Linked DNA regions of Rattus norvegicus: region 1 is linked to region 2. Evidence: chromatin contacts called from public Hi-C data. All regions are on one chromosome and are shown on one strand. Each heading gives the region's core, a stretch centred on a gene start, on an enhancer-like site or on the middle of the called end of the contact. The rest is flanking DNA. Distances are from core to core; before and after follow the strand shown. Region 1 has its middle 180 kb from the start of Fut10. Region 2 has its middle 330 kb from the start of Fut10.

What was found. Hi-C and Micro-C count contacts between places; a contact is called where the count stands out from the background.
Region 1: a Hi-C map of the A7r5 cell line shows a contact between it and region 2, with 4 times the contacts expected there. The contact joins two enhancer-like sites. A contact is called at or near these places in 2 of 12 Hi-C or Micro-C datasets (the A7r5 cell line and Schwann cells).

Annotation. Positions count from the first base shown.
Region 1 is chr16:67,475,224-67,481,080 of GRCr8, forward strand. No RefSeq gene overlaps it. Among named protein-coding and RNA genes, the nearest start is that of Fut10, 180 kb to the right of the region's middle. Within about 2 kb of position 4,303, at least 14 of the 93 cell types and tissues checked have an H3K27ac peak or open chromatin away from gene starts, as enhancers often do. A contact at or near this core is called in the A7r5 cell line, where this site is marked.
Region 2 is chr16:67,327,780-67,333,264 of GRCr8, forward strand. No RefSeq gene overlaps it. Among named protein-coding and RNA genes, the nearest start is that of Fut10, 330 kb to the right of the region's middle. Within about 2 kb of position 1,527, at least 6 of the 93 cell types and tissues checked have an H3K27ac peak or open chromatin away from gene starts, as enhancers often do. A contact at or near this core is called in the A7r5 cell line, where this site is marked.

The sequences.
Region 1 (5,857 bases), core at 3,053-5,552, 150 kb after region 2:
TAGATAGATAGATAGAATATGTTACTGTATCATGGGCATGATGGTCCCATCCATTCTAGCCTGTCTTGTTTTGTTCTATGAACCATACATCATAAGGGGTGATGACACTGCAGTGATTCTGTAGGGTAAGCTCAAGGAGATATGGACATAAATACTGTCATATGAATAGATGAACGAACTGGAGTTCTTTAGCAGAAGAGGAAGGTTGCAAGGGTGTCGGTGTCTTCTACAACCCAAAAGCTAACTTGGTAGAGCAGGGATCTGCCCTGTTTTCTTCTCAATAAGACTAAAGTGCACAAACTTCGAAGCTGAATGAGACCATGGTGCAGTGTTCCCAAAAATGATCACCCAAAACTGGAACATACGTTATTAAATTTGCGATGCGTAAGGCTGCCATTTCTTACAAAGGAAGCTATTGGAATCATGGCACAGAGCCAAAATACAGAGAACTAGATGTCATTACACACGTCATGCCACACAGCACGTAAGAATGATGTTGAACTGTCAACAGTCAGCTGAAGGTCTCACAGGGCCTCACCCATCCCTGATGACTACTCATGGATGCTGAAGAAAGGGCAGTTGTTGCCTCTGTTGTATAGCTACTGATGAGCCAACCAGAGCCCAATGGACAGCTCCAAATGCATGTTTACCCACACAATCCTGGTTAAACTCATTGGGGAAAAATAAAAATAAAAGGTAACAACAAAGATGAGATAAGTCGGAGACATTTCAAAGCCTTAAAACTAACAGGTGGCAGTGACCCTCCTCATGACCCACCTCCACGGGCACAGAAACTGGAGTGCCCTGTGCACTTGGGGGACAAAACAAAGGAAAGCAAATATGAAAATCTACCCATGCATCTTATGCCCAAATAAGAAAACAGAAAGGATCTTTGTATCTGGTTTCAGCACATAATATACAGGATCGGTTTTTTAGGGTCTTGTCCCAAGAGGGAATTAATTTGAAAAATTCCGAATATGATTATATAGTACACACACAGAGAGAGAAGGAGAGAGAGAGAGTGAGAGAAAGAGAGAGAGAGAGAGAGAGAGAGAGAGAGAGAGAGAGAGAGAGAGAGGAGAAAGTGTCTAAGGACATGCTACCACCTCAATCACAGGGATAAAAAGCTTGGGTCTCCTGGTGAGTTAATAATAATGTATCTTTAATTCCTGAAAACATAGACTGCTATACCATACTATAAGACAATCTGTTTATTCAAGTCACTAAGTTATAATAAATCTAAGTTTTAATGTCACTACATTATAACAAGGGTATGGTCCTAACAACATTTTTTTTTCTGGATCCTGTGGATGGTATCATTGGCTTCATCTTGGTAGTCAATTTCTCTATCTCTTTCAAGGAATGGTAGGCAGCATTTGCCTTCACACCTGGCAGTAATTTTCTTGAATTAATTAATGAATTAATGAATTAATGACTTTTGGAGAAAAGATGCTAAAATGTTATACATACTGTTCTAACAAAAGTATAAGCCCAGATGATCTCTGGGACCTTACTGATGGCTCAATGAGGTAGGGGCTCTTTGTTGTTAAGCATGACCACTTGCATTCAATTCCTGAAACCTGCATACTGGAAGGACAGACAGAACTCGCACAAGTTGTTCTCTAACCTCCATACATACAGCCTGGCACATGTGCATCCACTCATAGACATGAAGTAAATAAATAAATGTAAAACATTTTTAATCAGCCCATCCCCCAAAAGTTCTTCTAATGTGCCTATTTGTTCTCACAGGTAAATGCTTTTGAACTAAAGTTCATTTGAAGTAAATTATTCAGGTATTACAATAAAGTGAGAGAGGAAATGGTTATTATTTAATCATAGCATAGCAATAAACGTTGGGGCAGAAACCGGTCCTTGTTTTAAATGTCTGCCTATGCACACACATGTGTGCCTATAAACACACACACATATAGCCACACGCAGTTTGCACAGGGTACACATCAGTGGGCTTTTACTAATCAAAGAGTGACCCTTATTCTTAAATGTGGAGATGATTGGGTAAGTACTCGGGCCAAAGGCTAAAGGAAAAAGGTTTTGTTCTTCTACATCAGTGCTATTCTGCAAGCAAAGAAAAAAATCACCAGGGAAGCATTAGAAGAAAATGTCGTAGCTCTGGGTTTGTCTCTTCCAGATTCAGTAGCTGACCGGTGTTGGTGAGGAACTATGGAAGACTCTGTTGAGAGGCAAGTCATTCTCAGACATCATCATGCAGCAGAGTTTGGGGATTTTTTTAAATACAGCTTTCTTGATTCCGTCCTCAATTTCTGGTCAGGCATGCTTAAACTAGAGCTCAACAAAATCTCTATTTCTAACAAACTCTCAAGTGATATGCATGCCATTGACCTGAGGAACAACCGGGACTACAGGTCCTCTTACATCATGAGGTAACTTGTTTTAATTTTCGCCAAGAGCCTGGGTCCTGGACTCAACAAGTGTGACTAGGAGATCTGAAGCTCAACAAATTACCCAGTGTTTCCGATGCAAGTGTTACTCTGAGAAGTGACTTAAAGCCGCTTGTTCTTTGAGCACATCCACTGTAGTAACTTCCTTATATAGCCTTGGACGCTACATTTGTTTTCTTTTGTTTGTTGTCCAGTCAGATCGCCAATTCAAAGTCCTCCTTCCTCAGTCTCTTGAGTTTTGGCTTTGCAGCCCTATACCAGCACATCTGGTTCCTACACATACTTTTGATGACAATAAGACTGTCAGGGAAGAGCCCTAGATTCAAGTGTATCTATTGATTTTGAGTGTCAGTCTCCAAATCCTATACTTGCTATTAATAGATATGATTTAGGAAACCAGTTAAAGTCTCTTCTACATAGCACCCGCTTTGATTTCAGGAGTAGTTTCTAAAGGCCAGTGACCCCTGGACACCAGAGATGACAAAGCACCCAGGAGGTGCAGAGTCCTGAGCAATGCTGGAAGTCTGTCTTTGAGATCAGCCAGGACTTTTTGCTTACAGGTCAAGTGGGTGGCCTAAATTTCTTAATTTTCCTCTTCAAAGCATTCCCAGTCAGCTATATGGCCCATCGCTAGACATACACTCATCTTCCAGGTCTCTTCTGTAGTGAGGAGGGGACATTTAATCAAGAAGGGCAGTGTTTCCAGCAATGGTAGAAGCAAAGGGTTGGCATGGAATGACAGTTTATTGATAGAGAGTTGAACGTGCGGAAGGCAGTGATTGGGACAAGTGGACGTCTCCAGGTTTAGAGCTCCCAATCTTATCCTCTAAAGTAAAAATTAAGCTATTCTTAAAGCGTGGATGAGTTCTGGCCCCACAGCACACTTATTGATCCATGGGAAGTGTTTCCAAATTGGTGGGCATCAAGTAATGGATTTTATCTGAGGTCATGCAATAATTAATACCATGAGACACTGAAACTAATTGTATTCTCCAACTTTGAATTGTAAGTAAAATATAACAGAGGGTATATACAGTATCTATGTGTGTATTGAAATATCATAATTAAGCCTATTATTTTGTACTGATATATACTGATTGCAAAAGAGAAAAAAGAGGGATTCAAGGGATGGCTCCGCCATGAGAGCACTGGCTGATCTTGCATAGGACTCATGTTCGATCCCCAGCATCAACATAGCAGCTCATGACCATCTCTAACTCTGTTCCAGGAAGTGGATCCAATGGCTTCTATTGGCCTCTGTGGGCACAAAGTGCACAGACATGCGGGCAAATAAACACACACACACACATAAAATAAATCTTAAAATAAGAAATTCATAGTAGCCTATCAGTCTTCAACAAAAATGATTCACATTCAATGGTTTCATAAATATATTTAACCCTCCTTCCCCTAAAGAAACTCAGAGTTTGAATACCAGCCCTTATAGCTTTGGGGAAGGTCAACTTCTATACAATTGTGGTAGATAGATAGATAGATAGATAGATAGATAGATAGATAGATAGACAGATAGATAGCTTATTTCTGCCTCATGTGATATTATGATGATTAAATGGCATAAAATATCCAAAATAGTTGTAACCATGTCTAGAAACTACTCAATTTCTTAACATTGAGTTTTCTAAAATGGCATTTCTTTTCAAAAGTCTTTCCCCAGACCATAATCTTTGGGTGATCCTAACAGTATCTGATACTGATGTGAAACAAAGTACCAGGCAACTCATTCACTGTTGCAACAAACAAGACAAAGTGACCATTTGTGCTGTCTCATTTTAATGGCAGGTCCAGAGTATCTAGGGCTCTTCTCCTTGGGAATTCTAAAAATGTGGAAAGCCCCAGTAATGAAACACCCTAAGATAGTGACTCAGCTGGAAGTCTGGATATGCTCCAATCTATGATCTGAGAAGACCTAGAGTGTGCCCTGGCTCTGACACACAGGGACTTTCCTACCTCTGACCTGTTTCTTGTAACTGACCTTCATCATCAGCCTCACAGCTATATGGTCAATGTCCCTTGAAAGGTCCACTCAGTCTGAATCAATTATTCATCTACTTCCTAGGTGACACTGTGATGTGGCTGCCAAGACTGCCCTAATCATCATCTTGGTTAGAGGACTGGGTTCGGCTGGACTGTGCTAGAGTTACCTATCTCCTTCCAGTCACTACCACATGGGCAATGATCCCTCCCTCCCCCAGCCTGGCCCATTTCAATCACCAGTTAGTTTTCCTGCAATGCTGTTGCTTCGTTTTACCTCAGAGAACTGGGGACTTTTGTAGCATGGATGCATGGAAAATATCTGCACGGTCTTGCTTCATGTCTCTCCAAGGGAAATAGGGGTCTGCTTCCAAAGTACATGGATTGCAGATTCCTGGAGGCTTAAGTTGGAGAGAATAATGTCCTTCCTCCTGGAAAATTCCTGGTGAATTGGCATCATTGGAATTTCTTCATCCAGCTGTCTTAATGACCCACAGGCCAAGATATCACAGCATTAACTATATAGACTGAGCATATTTGAAATAGTAATGGAATTACCCTCTGTTGATGTAGCATTTAGGTTTCCTCTTGCCGTTTTTCACTATACATACACATTGGAGTGTATTCTGGTGGACGGGGGGATGTAGTTGCATTTAGGCTCAAGAAATCTCCTCAGTATATAATCTGCTCATTTTGAGTCAGTTGCAGCCTACTCCTTAAATCATTTCCTTAATTCGTTCCTGATCTCCTTACTAATCACTGACTGATGCACAATACTGCCACCATCAGGTGTTTTTAGGAAATGCCCTTTAGTAAGGAAAAAAAATGTTAACATTGGTTTGAGGCTGGAGTACACACAAGCAATGGACAAAACAATGTTTGTTTGCATTGCTTCGGGAAAGAAAGGACTGTGCTGTTCGAATGCCCCAACAACTGTGAGGAGGGAATTTTGGTTGTTTTAATGGAAGTAAAGTAAAAGCAGGCATTTATGAGAGTTCTTGGGGGTTTCCACGGGAGTGGGATGAAAGTCTCAGCCCCAAATGCTTCAGGAGCTACTCAGGAATAAAATGTCAGCTGACATAGTTTGCTTACTGTTGGCCACACTGCCTGAGATATGTGTGCCTCTGCGGAAGTGCTTTTTGTCACCAAGGTCACTTTGAGGTCCCTCCGCCTCCTGGCTTTCTTTTGTGTCTGAATGTCGCCAGTGTTCTGATGACCCCACGTTAGTGCGCAATCAAAAGACATTTTTGTCCCACTCAGTTGGACTGCAAATGAATGGCACCGCTCACAGAAGCCTAGAAGCGCTTCCCTTTGATCTCTAAGTAGCTCGGCCTTCCAATAGCTCAAACTCTATCTTGGATACTTTCTGTGGATCGGTGACTCCATTAAGCAAGTTGGAGCAGGCTCTCTGGTCAGGCACTGGCTGGGAAGGCTAACCACAA
Region 2 (5,485 bases), core at 277-2,776:
ATTGTCCCCCAAATCTTGTCCAAATTTATAGACATGGATAAAAATATAGAAATATTCATACATAAAGGCTATATAATCTATATATGTGAGATACCATATATAGCTTATCACATACGGCTGGTTTGGTATAGAGTTCAAAGTTACATCATGGCTTGTTATGAATTCATATTCTGAGGAAAGCCCTCTCATGTTCTTATGACATAGCCTTTGTTAACATTCTGATGCTGACTAACAAATTCTCCATCTATGATAAGAGCTTCACTTAACATTTAAACACAGTAATGGTGGTGACCTGCCACTGAAGGAGTTAAAGTGAACACCCTAGAGCTTCCATCTAGCTTTCTCTAGAAGCTGCTACACATTTCCAAGTCAAAGAATAGCAGTGGCGATGACACAGATTTTTATCTGTAAAATTTTTCTTTTTCCCTGTGTAAGTCCAAATGTAATGTTAGCATTGAAGAAGACCAAGACTGACTAAGTCAGTTCTCCATAGATGGTATCTTTCCATTCAGTCTTTCCTCATGTTTACTTTAAGTCAATTACTACAAATGAAAATAAATTTTGCTTTAATAAAAATAATCCATATATTTCTAGAGCACTAGATGATTTGTTTTGTTTTGTTTTTTTAAAAAAAGCACATTGCATATGATTCCAGATTCAATGTCAACAGGATAAATTTAAGTGATCTTTTTAAGGAAAGGGACACGAAAGCCCTGCTCTTAGATCTGGGCATCCTCACATGTGTCTATCCAGGTAGAGAGAACCAGGTCCCTCGAAAGCATAACCAAGCTGACAGCTTAGAGTCTACCTGGCTGTGTTGTCAGCAAGGAGTGAACCTTCTGTGAGAGGACACACACAGTACCAAATCAGATTCACAAAAACAGCTTTCAGCCTCAGTCTGCCATCAGCTCAGTCAGGAGAAGTGTGGAAAATAAAGAAACTAGATTTTTTAATAATAATAATAATAAATAACAATAATAATAATAATTTTTAAAAAAGGATTTTAGTCATGGAGTTTTCACTTTTCTGATTCTTCAGATTTCTAAAGTAACTCTTTGTTCCCTCCCTGCATTTGGTCTGTTTATAGGACCCAAACCTGTTCTCAAAGACAAGATTTGTCACTTCTTAGAAAAGATGTTATTTGATAGCACACACTCTGCTAGACTGGATTAATTAAAAAAAAAAAAAAACAAAAAAAAAAACAAAAAAAAAAAACAAACAAAAACCCCTAATTCCATGGTATGCTATCCTTATCAGCACAGGGGAGATTTTCTCATGGCAAGTACTTCTGTGTTTGAAATGTTAGAATGCAAAGTACACCCTTCATGCTTCAAGCTACCAGATGCTAGAGCCTGCTTTACCTGCCCAGGCATGTTGTTGGAATTGAGGTCACAGTTAGGCAAATAACATTCCACACATTTTTTCTCTCCTACTGAATTAAAAGTGGGCAGCTTGAGTTTCTCTGACTGCCATTGGTTAAAGAAGTCTGACTCGGATACCTAGAGAGCTCTCTGGGGCCAGAATGGAGTGACTCACTACTCACATGACCCGTAGGAGGTGGGAAGCCACCGCTCCCTCCATCCTGTACCCTGGTCATTTTAGCCAGCATGACTCAACACTTGAAACCTGGAGGTGAATGAATGTTCTACTTGACCTTTGATTTCAGGAGAGTGGCATGACTTCAAATGCTCTCCGTTTATTAATTAACAGAGAGGACTGAATTCCACAATCTGTGAAGTAATGTTTGAAAGTAATTTTTTTAATTTAATTCTATTTTTTTAACATATTCACTTTATATTCTGCTCACTATCTGCCTCTTGGTAAGCCCCACCCACAATCCTTCCCATCAACATCTCCTCTGAGAGGATGGGGCCTCACTGGGTACCCCCCTTACCCTGGCACTTCAAAGTCTTTGCAGGGCTAGGCACATCCTCTCCCACTGAAACCAGACATGCAGCCCAGCTAGTAGAGCATATCCCACAGACAGGCAGTGGCTTTTGGGATAGCCCCTGCTCCAGTTGTTCAAGACCCACTATATATATATATATAATTTCTGGGTGTGTATATATGTATGTGTGTATATATATACATATATACATATAAATATACATATATACATATATATACATATATACATATAAATATACATATATACATACATATATATATATATATACATTCATACATGCACAGGAAGGCCTAAGTCCAGCCCATGTATGTTCTCTGGTTGGTGGTTGAGTTCTGAGAGCTCCAAAGGTCCAGGTTAGATGACTCAGTTGGTCTTCCTGTGGAGTTACTATCCCACAATTGGGGCCCACAATCCTTCCTCCTCGAAACTAAAATTTTAACGCAGAAAAGCTTGTTTAATTCTCTTATATGACCTGACTTGAGTTTTTCTTTATTTTAGATAGTGAAATTGTAATATGTTTTATCTTGAGGTTTTATTTTGTTTTGTTTTTCTTATTCTTTCCGAAGACTTGCTTGGCCATTTGAAAGTGATTTTTTCTTTACCAGACACATATTTATAAAAATCATTAAGTAATTACTAATGGAAAGTCTATTTCACATCTGTGGAGAGATTCCTAAATAAAGGAAGGAGACTATCATTCTGTGATATTCAGATGTTTGACTTACATGGAAGCTTCTCCTATTAAGACTATAAAGTTCAAAGATGCATTTAACACATCTACAGTGCATTCTTAGGAAAACAAAACAGTTCGTTGTAGAGTATTGATAGCTTTCCCTCAGGACAGGATGACTGACTGTATGTAGCTCACTGCTGTTGCCCAAGACAAGGGTATCAAAGAATATATTACAAGCCCAGGAAAAGATCAAAATTCAAAGTATAATTTCCCTGAATGACTAATCACTTTATCATGATCATAAAGTACAAAACCTTAAGTTAAACCATATGTTGAACCATTAGTACCATAGGAACAAACAGAACTGAAGGAGATAGGTGGAAAGATGTTAGGATAAATTAGAAGGATGTTATTAGAAGGAAAATAGAACTGGTTGAAAATTATTAAAGGTGGGTAAAAGCTTCTTTTGTAAAGCCATCAGCAGATCTGGGGTCCAGGATGAGTTAGTTTTTGTCATAAGAATCAATAGCGCATGAGTTTATTCTTACTTCCTAAATTGCATGCCAAGTGTTTTGCCTCCAACAGTAGCCCCCAAAAGAAGACCAAGTAAAAAAACTGTCATTTTCAACCCAAAATGGTTTCATCATTACCCTCCTACCCAGAGTCCTTTCAAACCCATGCTTAATCCTGTTTGTTGACACTTGCATTTAAGTTCTCTTGGAATCCTTTATGAAGAGGTTGTGTAATTCAGTTTGGTAAAAAGGATTCTTAGTTATTTATGTAAAGCCTAATTGACATTTCATTGTAAGACTATAACTTGCACTTTTACTAGAGTATACTGTCCTTACAGGAGGGACAGCTTTCAAGGCTGTCCTTAAAGAGGTTTCTTGGTTGCTCCCTTTAGCATAATTGTTACTCTTGTACCTTTAACATGTGCCCAAGCAAATGGGATTAGCAACTCTCTCAGATAGTGCTCTTTTCAGTGATGGCCATTCACTAACATCGTTCTTTAATTAACTAGTATTTAACTGGTGACTAAATATCCTCTTAGAGCAATTCTGGTAGGCTCATAATGCCATCTAGTGGACAAGCTTCAAAATACCACCCCCTACCCCACAACCTTGGCCATTTTAATTTTCTAACCATCGAAACTTTAATCCGGTCTTTAATCTGGACCATGGCTTCATTTAGAATGATGGGTTAGGATTCCCAAACTCTGACAAGTCTATGTAGCATTTCTAACATTGATACCATCCTAAGGGAAGGAAACACCCAGCATTAAGTACTTCCGGTTCCTCATCCGTTCAATGATGACACCAATGCTGTTAGAACTAAGGACATCTGTGCAAAGTAGGAATCCAATGTACTATGTTCATGCCCTTTAGTTCTCCGATCACCATTGCTTTATATAGAAGTCTTTTACCACTTTCTGTCATTCTAACAGCTACTTTGTGATGACAGAAAGATGTCCTCTTCAAGGTTAATGAGAACACAATGGCACTGTCAGTCAAATACCTGCAGGATGCCCAAACTCAGCCATGGCATCTCAAAGTTAAAAGTCCTGGCCTTGTCCATACACTGGTAGTGATACCTCGTGGAAAGGAGAGCCTCTTTCAAAGGCACAGATGATTGAACATATGCTCATGTGTTAATGTGACTCACAACTTCAGCAAACATGAAAGGAAAGACGTGTGTGTATCTCAACAGAAGCTAGGAAACACGTCCTAAAATTCAACGCTTGTTTGGCGATTAGGGAAAGCGTAATAGGCAGCAAAATGGTGATGTCATAACATGATAAGCATGTAAATAAGAACACTGCTGTAATTATAAAGCCCTATGGTGTCATCAAATTACCTGCCATTATCACCATCAGTTCAGCCATGGACCTGCATCCAGATAGGATATGATATAGATTTGACATAAATTTAAGTGCTGGACAGATGGCTAAATGGTTAGGAATACTTGCTGCACAGAATTAAGACGTGGGTTTGGATCACGACATCCATGTCAAGTGATTGTCCAGCACCAGGGTTCTCAGGTCTTTCTTGACCTCAGTAAGCACTTAGATCTGTGCCTACTCACACACACAGACACATGCATATAAAATAGATCGTTAAAGAGCACATAGGCTTATAGACATAAGTAGTGATTGTTGAACAAAAGTAACCTGAAAACAATGTAAACATTAAGAGCTTATACAATAGATAGAACTGTTTGTGTATGTGTGTGTATGTATATGTGTGTGTATGAATAATGCTCTATAAAGTAGGAAAAAAGAAAAAAGGAAAGGTAATTAAAACACGCTAAAAATATTTACAAATAAACCAAGTCAGAAATATATAGGTTTTATGAGAAAGTAGAGTTTTATTGAATGATTCTTATGGTCTATTAAGATGACTAATATGTGTGTGTGTGTGTGTGTGTGTGTGTGTGTGTGTGTGCACGCACGCGCGCACGCGCACATGCTAATATAAATGTGGACCTGTTACCTAAGCATATACAATTTTAAAGTTAAATGTTATGAAAATTGAAAATGAGATGGAAATATTTCCAACAATATTCTTGAAATGCTCTCTTAAATACACCTTCATTTACATGCCAAGCTTGGTTCAATTCTTTTTGTTACTTCTTAATTGATATTCTCATTATTCAGAACATGTGTCCCACCTTAGAATAATACATAAATTATGATTATTGCCTTATTAACTTTTAAATTATTTCTGCTCTTTCATGAGACCGAGAGACATGAGACTATGAACTCTGCTTTTCTAAGTAAGGACATGTTTTAGAAAGCAATGTGCTTAATAAATACTAATTAGCAAGGGAGCAATTGAGGCAGATCCTCCTGCAATCATCCCCTTACGGAAACCCTCATCTAAGCAGCTAACTGGCCACTAAATGAC